Linked DNA regions of Pan troglodytes: region 1 is linked to region 2. Evidence: chromatin contacts called from public HiChIP or PLAC-seq data. All regions are on one chromosome and are shown on one strand. Each heading gives the region's core, a stretch centred on a gene start, on an enhancer-like site or on the middle of the called end of the contact. The rest is flanking DNA. Distances are from core to core; before and after follow the strand shown. Region 1 holds the start of KDM6A (lysine demethylase 6A). Region 2 holds the start of FUNDC1 (FUN14 domain containing 1).

Region 1 (5,440 bases), core at 2,309-4,808, 320 kb after region 2:
AATATGAAAAAGAATCAGTACTAAGTGATATAAGGATGAATGTTCTATTTTCTTTTTTTTTCTGAGATGGAGTCTTGCTCTGTTGCCGAGGCTGGAGTACAATGGCATGGTCTTGGCTCACTGCAACCTCTGCTTCCCAGGTTCAAGCGATTCTCCTGCGTGAGCCTCCCAAGTAGCTGGGATTACAGGCATGTGCCACCATGCTTGGCTAAGTTTTGCATTTTGTTAGTAGAGATGGGGTTTCACCATGTTGGCCAGGCTGGTCTGGAGCTACTGACCTCAGGTGATCTGCCCACCTCAGCCTCCCAAAGTGCTGATATTACAGGCGTGAGCCACCGCACCCGGCTTATAAGGCCGAAGTTTAGAATAAATGAGAGATGTAGCAATACTGGGGTTATATGCCTCAAGTATAAAGTACTTAGGACTGCTTATGTGTTGGGCTTATAGTGAGGTTGTGGAGGGAGAAGGAGGAAGTGATGGGTAGAGTAATAATAAATTTAGAACCCAGATTGTGAAAGCAAGAAAAAATTTTGGAAATTCCAGCCTTCCCATTTTATTGAGATTTTTGAATCTATGTGTCTGGCACTTTACCTACCTTATGGCATCTAAAATAATGTTATAAAGTGGCTGTATTTTCTCTTTTTCACAGATGAGAGAACTGAAGCTCAAATTAGACTAACTTGTTGAAGTCTGCCTAGCTATCAAGTGGTAAAGGTAGGATCAGAACCTAGAGCTGTATGATTCCACAATTCATGCTCCTTTGGCTGCACTACTCTGCCTTCCGGTGGGGTTTTCAGATTCACTTTTCATGGAAATTTATTATAAAATCATTTATTGTATGTCCCTATTTCTCTCTCCTGTGAAATATCTAAACCTTATAGGCTCCATATCTATTTTACATACATTTGACAGATAACACACTATGTAACATGTGTATGATGTAAGGACTTATGTTACCATATGAAATTTGTCCCATGCTTGATGATAGATCCTTGTAGTTGTAATAGACATAGAGCACTGGCCTAGAGGATAGGTAATGTTCTCAAGGTCGCACAGCCTGTGTAGAGCAAGGATTCGAATCCAGGTCTGCCTCACTCCAACTCCCACCCATTGCATCCACTCCTTGCTGTTCTGCTATTACATAGTAATAGCGGGAAGAAAGGTGTTGAGGTGTGGAGAGTGGGTAGCCTTTTTTTTTTGAGACGGAGTCTCGCTCTGTCACCCAGGCTGGAGTGCAGTGGCGCGATCTCGGCTCACTGCAAGCTCCGCGCCATTCTCCTGCCTCAGCCTCCCGAGTAGCTGGGACTACAGGCGCCCACCACCATGCCCGGCTAATTTTTTGTATTTTTAGTAGAGACGGGGTTTCACCGTGGTCTCCATCTCCCGACCTCGTGATCCACCTGCCTCGGCCTCCCAAAGTGCTGGGATTACAGGCGTGAGCCAAAGCGCCCGGCTGCCTTTTGTTTTGTTTTGTTTTGTTTTTGAGACAGAGCCTCACTCTGTCGCCCAGGCTGGAGTGCAGAGGTGCAATCATGGCTCACTGCAACCTCCACCTCCCGGGTTCAAGCGATTCTTCTGCCTCAGCCTCCCGAGTAGCTGGGACTACAGGCGAGCGCCACATGCTCGACTAATTTTGTTTTTTGTATTTTTAGTAGAGGTGGGGTTTCACCACATTGGCCAGGCTGCTCTCCAACTCCTGACCTCGTGATCCGCCTGCCTCGGCCTCCCTTTGCAGGCGTTAAGCCACAGAGCCCGGCCGGGATTGAGTAGCCTTATAATCCTTGAAAAGGACCTGAGTCAGGAACTGCTAACTTCAGGGAGATAGTCAAATACCAGCAAAATGTCTATCTGTGCTTGTGCAAGTGTGTGTGTGTGTGTGTGTGTGTATGAGAGAGTGTGCGAGCGAGTTAGTGGGGTCAAAATTTCCTTGGCTTTAAATGTCACCATTTGTGACAAAGTTAACAATGTATTAATTTAGCCGTAGAAAAGATTTGGCCCTTTGTACACACTCATTCAAGCAAAATGGAGTATCATAAAAGGAAAGGTGTTTCAGAGGAAGTAATTAAACATGAACTATAATCTATACAAAACTACAGTTTGTTCGTCTAGTTACTAGTCTCAGGGGAACAGTTTAAAACTGTGTGCAAAATAAGTTGGGATTCCCATAGCTTCCCGCTGAATACTGGTAGGAATTACTGGGTCAGCACTGAATTGTCTTCGTCATACTTTGAAATCCAAGTTTAAATATATAATTTTTATTGGTTACAGGTGGAAAACCTATGGAAAATATAAAAAACTCCGTTTATAAACAGAATCTTGTCCTTATATGTCTATCAATTTTTTCCTATCCCTGTTATAAGACATACAGCTTAGTAAATAAATTTGCCTTTTGAGAAGAGTAGTCGAAAGAAGGCCTATTTTTTTTTCACCTATAGTAAAGATTAAAAGTCAGACTAAAGCCTTTCCCCTGCACCTGAGAGACAGAACAACAAAGTGTTACTGTTGTCCAGGGGTTACAAACCTGCAGGTTTTGGGGGATAGAAAGGCTTTCTTGGGCCACCAGCTGTGATGATTTAATTATGTCTTCTCTCAGGTCTGTCCACAAGCAGCCCCCACTTTTGTAAGAAGGCTCCACTGAAATCATGGCAATAGAACCCAACATTCTGCAGATCCCGCTTCACAATTTCTCATTGCTTTTTCTTGTAAGACTGTAATGAACTACTGATAAGACACAGGGTAAACACAGCACGAAAATCTGGCCCCAAAGTGCCGCCAACAGACAGACCTTTGGCGGTGGGGAGCCATGGTCGGCAAGCCAGGCCCCGCGGGCGACTCTTCATTCCCTCCGGCCTGGGGCGTATGGGCGGGGGTCAGGGGAGCCCTTCCCCCTTCACTTTCGGCGCGGGTGAGGTGATCGGGGCTGCCAGCGCAGGTCTGGCCTAGGGCGGCACCCGGACCGCGGGGCACGGGACCGGCAGCCGCTCCCCGAGCGCCCTCCTCGCGGAGGCCATTATTTCCAGCAGTGCCAAAAGTCTGAGCCTTCTTCGGAGGGCAGAGGTCGAGGGCCGTGCGCCGCCTCCCGGCTACGCGACCTGTACCAGGCCCTGTGGGGTCCCGGGACCCCTGGAGCGCGCGCGGGACGGCCGGAGCCGCGGTCTGGGCACATCCCAGAGCTCGCGGGCAGGCAAATGCCGTCCTCGGCGTCTTCGCCCGCCGCTCGCGCCCGCCGCGGGCGGTGCCGGACCTCGCCCTTCCCCACCACTCCCCTCCCCCTCCAGAGCCCGCCGCGGTTCCCGAGGTGACACGGCCCGGACCCTCCATTCTCTGCCCCAGTGTATTTAACCAGCACAACCTAACAGGAAGCTCCCTCTCGGTGACAACCCTTCCCCCGACAGACGCGCCCAGCAGCCAACCACCGGCTAGAATTGGCCTGCGTCCCGCTCCCCTCTCGGTGGCGGCCTCGGTGGGCGGGGCTCGGGCAGCTAGCAAGTTAAGTGGAGCCACGGCTGACGTGAGTCAACAAAGGTCACGTGAGGCGTGCGGGCCGCGCCGATTGGTGGCGCCAGCCGGGCGGGGAGGGGGGGGTCACGGCGGCGGCGTGGGGTTCGCTGTGTGACACAATTACAACAACTTTGTGCTGGTGCCGGGGAAGTTTGTGTCTCCAACGAATCCCCCCAGTGCTCCCCAGCCCCGCGCGCTCCGGCCGTTCCCGCCGTCCCCGCCTGTGGCTGCCCCCTGCCCAACCCCGCGATGTGACCCTACAGCCGAAAGCCGCCGCTGCCGACCCGGGGGCTCCGCAGCCCCTGCCGCCGCCGCCGCCTTCACCGCCGCCGCGTTGGGATTTTTCGTCGCCGCCGCCCGCGGCGGAGGAGGAGGCGGCGATAAAGTTGGTGTGCTGGTCCCGCGCGCAGATTGGGGGCGTCACTGCGGGCCCCGGTCCGAGGGGGGGTGTCGGCGTTGGAGTTGTGAATTCGCTGCGTTTCCATGAAATCCTGCGGAGTGTCGCTCGCTACCGCCGCCGCTGCCGCCGCCGCTTTCGGTGATGAGGAAAAGAAAATGGCGGCGGGAAAAGCGAGCGGCGAGAGCGAGGAGGCGTCCCCCAGCCTGACAGCCGAGGAGAGGGAGGCGCTCGGCGGACTGGACAGGTACGGGCCGCCGTCACTCGCCCGGTCGGCTCCGGACGGGCAGTAGCCGCTCTCCCGGGAGGACCGAGCGCGGCTTGTCTCTGGCGGCGGCGGGGCGGGCACCTCGGTTTGGCGCTCTTCGCGCCGCCTCCGCTGGGGCCTCGGGCTCGGGCAGGGACGGGTCGGTGGCGTTCCCGGAGCGTTAAAGAGTAAACTGTGTCTGTCTCCACAGCCGCCTCTTTGGGTTCGTGAGGTTTCATGAAGATGGCGCCAGGACGAAGGCCCTACTGGGCAAGGTAAGGCAGCTGCGAGTCGGAGCGCGGACACCGTCTCCCTGGCCGGCGCCGCGCTCGCCCCGGGCCCCGCGGCCGGGTCTGTGCTCATTGTGGCCGCGGACGATGGTCGAGGGGCTTCCGGAAAACTATTTCCTGCCTCTGCTCTCCCCCCACCCCCGGGTACCCTGCTTGCTCCCTTGCGAAATCGCTCTTTTCCTCTTGTAGCTGGAGGAACAGAGACGGGATCGCTTTGGGGCCGGGCTCAACTGGGTCGACACAACTGCCTGCTATTTTACAGCTTTTTGAGGGTAGGCCGATGATCTTCGAGGTGCCTGTTTAGGGTCAAGGGATCGTGAGTGTGTTCAGATTTTCCCAAATTTCGGACTTAACTTGCCTCTCACGGGTTTAAAAAAATTCTTTTCCTTCAAGCAGGCTGTTCGTGATGCCTACTGCTAACCAAATGTTTTAGGCTTTCTTGTGTCCCCGCTCCCAGAAGGGGGAAGTTTCACGGAGTTTAGGTCGGTGAAGAGTTTGCATTGGGTTGTTGACATGTATCTCGATTGCAGTGTGTGTTACCTGAAGTTAGGTGACTTGTTTACTTTTTGGGTCTTTTTGGCATAGAAATACCGTAGTTATTTGTAAACGTGTTCTCTTCCTGGAGCCTCATTTCCTGTGTGTCTGACAGGGGAGGCTGGGGAGGATTCGAGGTGTAGTCTTTTTTTATTTGTGTGGAAAGTTGTTGGCACTGTCATTTAGTTAAGTAATGGCTGCTCCTATCGGCCCAAGATGGCGGGACAGGGTGGGAGGAGAAAGTGAAGGGGGGGGTTAGGGGGAGGGTGTAGAGGTAAACATGGAAATAAATAGTAGCCGTGAATAAGCCTTTCCTTCGGAGTGCGTAGCTCAGTGGTGTTTAAAAAAAATTACCCAAGATTATTTGCATATAGAATTCTTATACCTTTCATAAGCTTGGAAGCAGCATGTATAAGCCTGGTAAATGCTTATCAACCTGTAGCACATTTAGTTATCCATCTGTAAGCTATT
Region 2 (5,722 bases), core at 270-2,769:
TTTACACTGCTCTGTACAGGGCTGACAATACTAGAGGCCAGTTCTACCGTGGGAGTTTCTTAGGTTTTTTCAGCAGTTAGCACTGAATGAAATGTAAAAATTTACATATAATTAACTCATATATTTCTTCCTATCTACTATCACTGAATCAGATCCACGACATTTGCTGAACATGAGAATGGGGAAATTATATAAAGAATCAAAAGAAGGATGAGGAGGGAGGAGAGGAACAGTGGTGGGCATGGGGGAGGGGATCGCCAAAACTCAACAGGGAGCCTGGGAATGTAGATTACATCAATTTTAACTCAGAGAAAAGCCTCTTCTGGAATTAACAGTGTAGACCTACTGCCTGTGCACGGTGATTCTTGCCCATGTATGAAAGGACAGCAGTGTCAGGCCCCCAAATGAAATTTAATGAAAAAGACGTTGTTCTCACCAGCCAGTAACGCCACCCATTACAATCTGGGTAGCTACTGAGTATTTTTCTACCATAGGTCCCGAACTGTGGCCAAACACTCGATTCCACCACTGGTGTCTTCTTGCATACTCAGTTAAATCCAACACTTCATAAGAGTCGTCATCACTTTCATAGTCTTCAAAATAGCAAAATGCAAAAAATAAATGTAGAGTCAATCAAAAGTCAGAAATGTTCTATACATCTTTTTAAAAATCTGTTACAACTCATTAGTTCTGGCCTACGGCTAAAAATGCCCACATAGAAACTACTGACTTTATTTAACTCAATTCTTGAGACCAGGGCCTCAAGAGTAAAGGACCCTGCAACAATGACCCCCATCTGCTTTCCCAAAGGCCCGGGGACCAGCCCGGGGTCACGAAGCCAGGGCCAACTCAGAATGACACAGTAGTGAGGGGTCACCCCCACCTCCAAACCTTAGTAGGGTCAAGGTCAGAGCAGGGTCCATTTTCATCAGTGGGAGGAATGGGGGTGGGGAGGGGTCCTCCTGAGAGAACTAGTCTGGAGCTCAGCGAAATCACTTGAGTCCAGACGTTTAAAAAAAGAAAATAATAATACATTTGAAGATGGGAGATGAAGGGCCGGAGGTGAAGGTAAGGCAGGAGGCAGGTAGGGCTGTGCTGGGGGTAGGGGTGGCTCTCCGCTTGAGTTCCGCAGAGAGGGGAGGAAAAAGTCTAGCTCGGAGGGGGTGCTCGAAGGGGCTGCCTTAAAAAAAAATGGAGCTCGAAGAATCCTAGGGCAGGGGAAGGAAGAGGTGCCATAGGAGCAAGGTCGAGAGCTGTGAGCCGCGTCCCAGATACCACTTCGGGCCCTGGCCGCTCACCTTGGGGAGGGGGGTTCCGGGTCGCCATGATACCGCCAGCGGCCAATTCTGGAGTGGTCCCCACCCGCCCTCCTCTCCCTGGCACTTTAAGGGCCGCTCTAGGCCAGGATGGAAGTCTATGGTCTCTTTTTTCCTCCTTCTCCTACTCCAGGCGCGTAGTCCTGTCTCCGCCCCCTTCTCTCAGCGCAGGACCTTCTGCCTTCTGCGCAGGCGCGAAACTCCGGAATGTGGGGAGGGCCGGGCGGATCATAGCCCCGCGAGAGCGTAGGGGACTTGTAGTCCGCTGCCTTCCGCAACTAGGAAGGGGGAGGGACCGCCCCTCCTAGAATTTCCGTAACTTGAATTTGATTATTTTGTTTTAAAAGAGCCTTAAGGGCTGAAGGAATGGGGTGAAGGGCGCCACATGGTGGTACAAAGGGAGAACCAGCTGGGTATTGACAAAGACTCTCTCCTTGACCAAACTTTAGTCAGGAGGCTCCTCTGAGCTGTTTTTGACTGGGTCTCCTCCTTGGGTCGTCTTTGACCTGCCTAGTCCATTTGTGGTAAGAATGCAGTTAAGTCAGTTTAGTAAGAACTCCCCCACCCTTAATATCGAATCACCCTCAATATCCGATCGAATTCCTCAACCCCACTCTTGATATCTGATCACTCTGCCACCAGCAAAAATCCTGTTAAATTGGCTTTAGCAAGAATACCCCTACCCTTCATGTCTACTCTTGGTAATCTTCCACCCATTGATCCATTCACTCTGATCATTTACTATAAATTCCCTGCTGTATTCAGAGTTGAGACCCATCACTCACCCCTATTGCCATAGTCTTTCTTTTTCGAGAAAGGGTATTGCTCTGTCACCAGGCTGGAGTGCAGTGGCGCTATCATGGCTCACTGCAGCCTCAAACTCCTGGGCCCAAGAGATCGGCCCACCTCAGCCTCCAGAGTACCCAGGACTCCAGGCGTGCATCACCACTCCCGGCTAATTTATTTTTATTTTTTGTGGAGAGTAGGTCTCCCTGTGTTGCCCAGGCTGCTCTTGAACTTCTGGGCTCAAGCAGTCTTCCTGCCTCTGCCTCCCAAAGTGCTGGGATTACAGATGTGAGCCACCATGCCAGGCTGTATTGCAATAGTTGTGATACCTATTGCAGTAGTCATGAACAAAGTCTTCCTTACCATTTTAAGAAGTGTCCCATAATTTTTTTGTCAGGCCCATCGCTTGCAGACTGTCAGAATAATTTTTTAACAGTATTTTGAACATTACCAGAATTCAAATGCTTGAGGAAAAAGGCTTGTAAAAGATAAGAGAAACCCTGTTTCAAGCCATACTTTTCTAAGGGCGCAAGCGCTCACAAAGGGACCACAAGTTTTCTAATGCCCTGCTGCTAGAAATTGGAATCTGTTTACCTGCTCTCTCTCTTGAGTTCCTGCCAGGAATCCAAAGGAGGTAAAGAAAGGCCTAGAAACTTCGTAATTCCTGACCTGACAAGAGGACATAATTTTTTAGTGTCATTCTTTTGTTTGTTTGTTTGAGATGGAATCTCGCTCTGTCGCCCAGGCTGGAGTGCAATGGCACAATCTCGGCTCACTGCAACCTCCACCTCCCGAATTCAAGTGATTCTCCTGCCTCAGCCTCCCAACATCCCAAGGAGCTGGGATTACAGGCACGTGCCACCACGCCCGGCTAATTTTTGTATTTTTAGTAGAGAGGGGGTTTCACCATGTTGCCCAGGCTGGTCTCGAACTCCTGATCTCAGTGATCCACACACCTGGGCCTCCCAAAGTGCTGGGATCACAGGGGTGAGCCACCGTACCCGGCCAGCATCATTCTTATTATTTAAATCTGACAGAGGAACAAGGTCAAGGTCTTCACCCAGAAACCCCATGGGATTCTATGAATACAAAGCCATATTGATCACCAAGCAGCTAACCCAAGTCCACATAAACCAACCCAGAAACTTGTCTTGAACTTGCATTGCACCCGCATCTGCTGTACAATTAAACAAAAGTCCTCTCAGTATTCATTTTAATGGAAAAACAAGGAATTCTGGCATAAATTGCATTACTTTAAAAATTGGCTTGCATAGATGCACTTGGCTTTTCAAATCCTGGCACTTTATTCTTTCTTTTTACAATATGCCCATTTATTAATATTCTTATTTATTAATTACTTTTAATAGCAAACCACAATTACTTTTGCACCAACTTAACACATAGCTTGCAAGTTCATGTTTTGTCATTTGTTGACTGGGAAAGGAATTTTCCTAAGCATGTAAAATCCCTATAAATTGAATGGCTTACCTTCATTATCATTTGTATTATGATACTAATTTCTAGTAACTATTGAGTAACTTGTCTCCCTTTATTTCTTACCATATCTCTGCAACTAATTAGCCTGTTAGCTTCAATTATGTTTTATTTTAATTTAAAACTGATTGGAAAATCAAATTCTCTTTTGCTACGACCCAGTATAATTTCACTGTGTAGAGATAGCAAAAGCATGTGGACAATCCTGGCAATCACTTTATTTAAATTAATGTTCATGGAGGTGGTTTGCAAGGTTGTGTTTGAAATGCTTGTTCTCCGGTGCCATAAAGAAATAGCACTTGAACATAAATTTAATTTATTTAGTAAGGCCATTTTTACTTTTTGCAGAAAGGGAACACTCGCTAGCAGTTTTGCCACAAGAGTACACTGAACAAAGGACACAGGGTCATTTATAACCTGACGCGTCTACCTTACTGCTGTGTCCGGTTTCCATTGGCTGGAACGGGACCTCACATTCTGTATTTGTCTTGATTGGCTAGCAACTTGGAAGTTTTTAAAAGAGGCAAAGGTAGAGGAGAACAAAGGAAAGAGGAAGTAACTTGTGGAATGCTGAGAAAGGTAAAAACACTTTTAAATAAGGAAGAGGAACAAGCTATGACCTAATGCTTGCTTGGACCAGTATAAGCACGCCAGGGCAAATATTGAGGCTAAATTGCAGGAGATAAGAAGATAAAATACATTGATTCCTTTATTATGGCTAGCAGATATTTAAGAATGTTAGCACAGGTCTTTGAATAAATTTTGCTTTTAAAAGAAGTTACCATTTATTCCTAATTAGACTGGGAGGAACGTCTTTGAAGAGGAACCTCTATTTTACTTTTTACAGTTGAGGAAAGAGGATGGAGGAGAGGACCACAAACTGTCTAAACACATAGCCAAAAAAGAACACAATTAAGATGAGAGATTGGGCTGGGCACCGTGGCTCACTCCTGTAATCCCAGCACTTTGGGAGGCCGAGGCGGGTGGATCACCTGAGGCCGGGAGTTCGAGACCAGCCTGACCAACTTGGAGAAACCCCGTCTCTACTAAAAATACAAAAAATTAGCTGGGTGTGGTGGTGGGCACCTATAATCCCAACTACTCGGGAGGCTGAAGCAGGAGAATCACTTGAACCCGGGAGGCGGAGGTTGCAGTGAGCCGAGATCACACCATTGCACTCCAGCCTGGGCGACAAGAGCAAAACTCCATCTTGAAAATAATAATAATAATACTAATAATAAATGAGAGCCGGGCTTGGTGACTCATGCCTGTAATCCCAGCACTTTGGGAGGCCGAGGCGGGAGGACCACTTGATGTCAGGAGTTCGAGACCAGCCTGGCCAACATGGTGAAACCCCGTCTCTACTAAAAAAAATACAAAAATTAGCCGGGTATGGTGGCGCACGCCTGTAGCCCCAGCTACTCAGGAGGCTGAGACAGGAGAATTGCTTGAACTCAGGAGGCGAAGGCTGCAGTGAGCCGAAATCACGCCACTGCATTCCAGCCTGGGTGAGACAGAGCAAGACTCCATCTCAAAAATAATAATAATAATAATAAATGAGAGACTGAAGTATCTCAAAAGTGAGGATATTGGAAACTTTGGACATTAATAGGGTGGTCTAATGAATACAGACACACTGAAATAATGTGTTCATTCTTAGGCAATTAAGTTCATTGTGTTGCTGATCCCAAGAAACAACATTTTATCCAGACATAGTGACTAATGACTATATAAAATTTTTAAAACATTAGTGTAACCAAACCTATACTCACCCTGTGCCTCTTCAAACTCACACCTAAATTGAGAATGGGACCAAGGAATATGCCTTATTCAAGATTTTAAATCAGACCCTGAAAGTGATTAAAGTGATTATTTGATGACGTTGGTGAAAAATTGTTAAATTGACTATATAGTTCTATAAGATTTACTCTCAATTCGCTAAATAGAAATCATAGGTCTACTTTGAAAGTTAAGTGAGGACTTACTGCATGTTTATGTTTGTCAACGAAAAGAGTCAAACTCTGTAAAATATTTGAAGAGCTTTATTCTTAGCCAAATATAAGTGACCATGGCCCATGACACAGCCCTCAGGAGGTCCTGAGAACATGGGCCCCAGGTGGTCAGGA

Evidence for each region. HiChIP or PLAC-seq counts read pairs in DNA pulled down with a chosen protein or histone mark.
Region 1: a contact with region 2 is called in an H3K4me3 HiChIP or PLAC-seq map of stem cell-derived excitatory neurons, with 2.8 times the contacts expected there. The contact joins the promoter of KDM6A here to the promoter of FUNDC1 in region 2. A contact is called at or near these places in 1 of 7 Hi-C or Micro-C datasets (stem cell-derived neural progenitor cells) and 1 of 1 datasets of contacts at active chromatin or transcription factors (stem cell-derived excitatory neurons).

What each region holds. Positions count from the first base shown.
Region 1 is chrX:45,309,616-45,315,055 of NHGRI_mPanTro3-v2.0_pri, forward strand. KDM6A (lysine demethylase 6A) reads left to right here and starts at 3,559. Exons shown (of 30, transcript XR_010154914.1): 1 at 3,559-4,145; 2 at 4,357-4,420.
Region 2 is chrX:44,989,579-44,995,300 of NHGRI_mPanTro3-v2.0_pri, forward strand. It overlaps FUNDC1 (FUN14 domain containing 1), which reads right to left and starts at 1,520. Exons shown (of 5, transcript XM_001139861.7): 1 at 1,299-1,520; 2 at 437-593. The coding sequence starts at 1,326.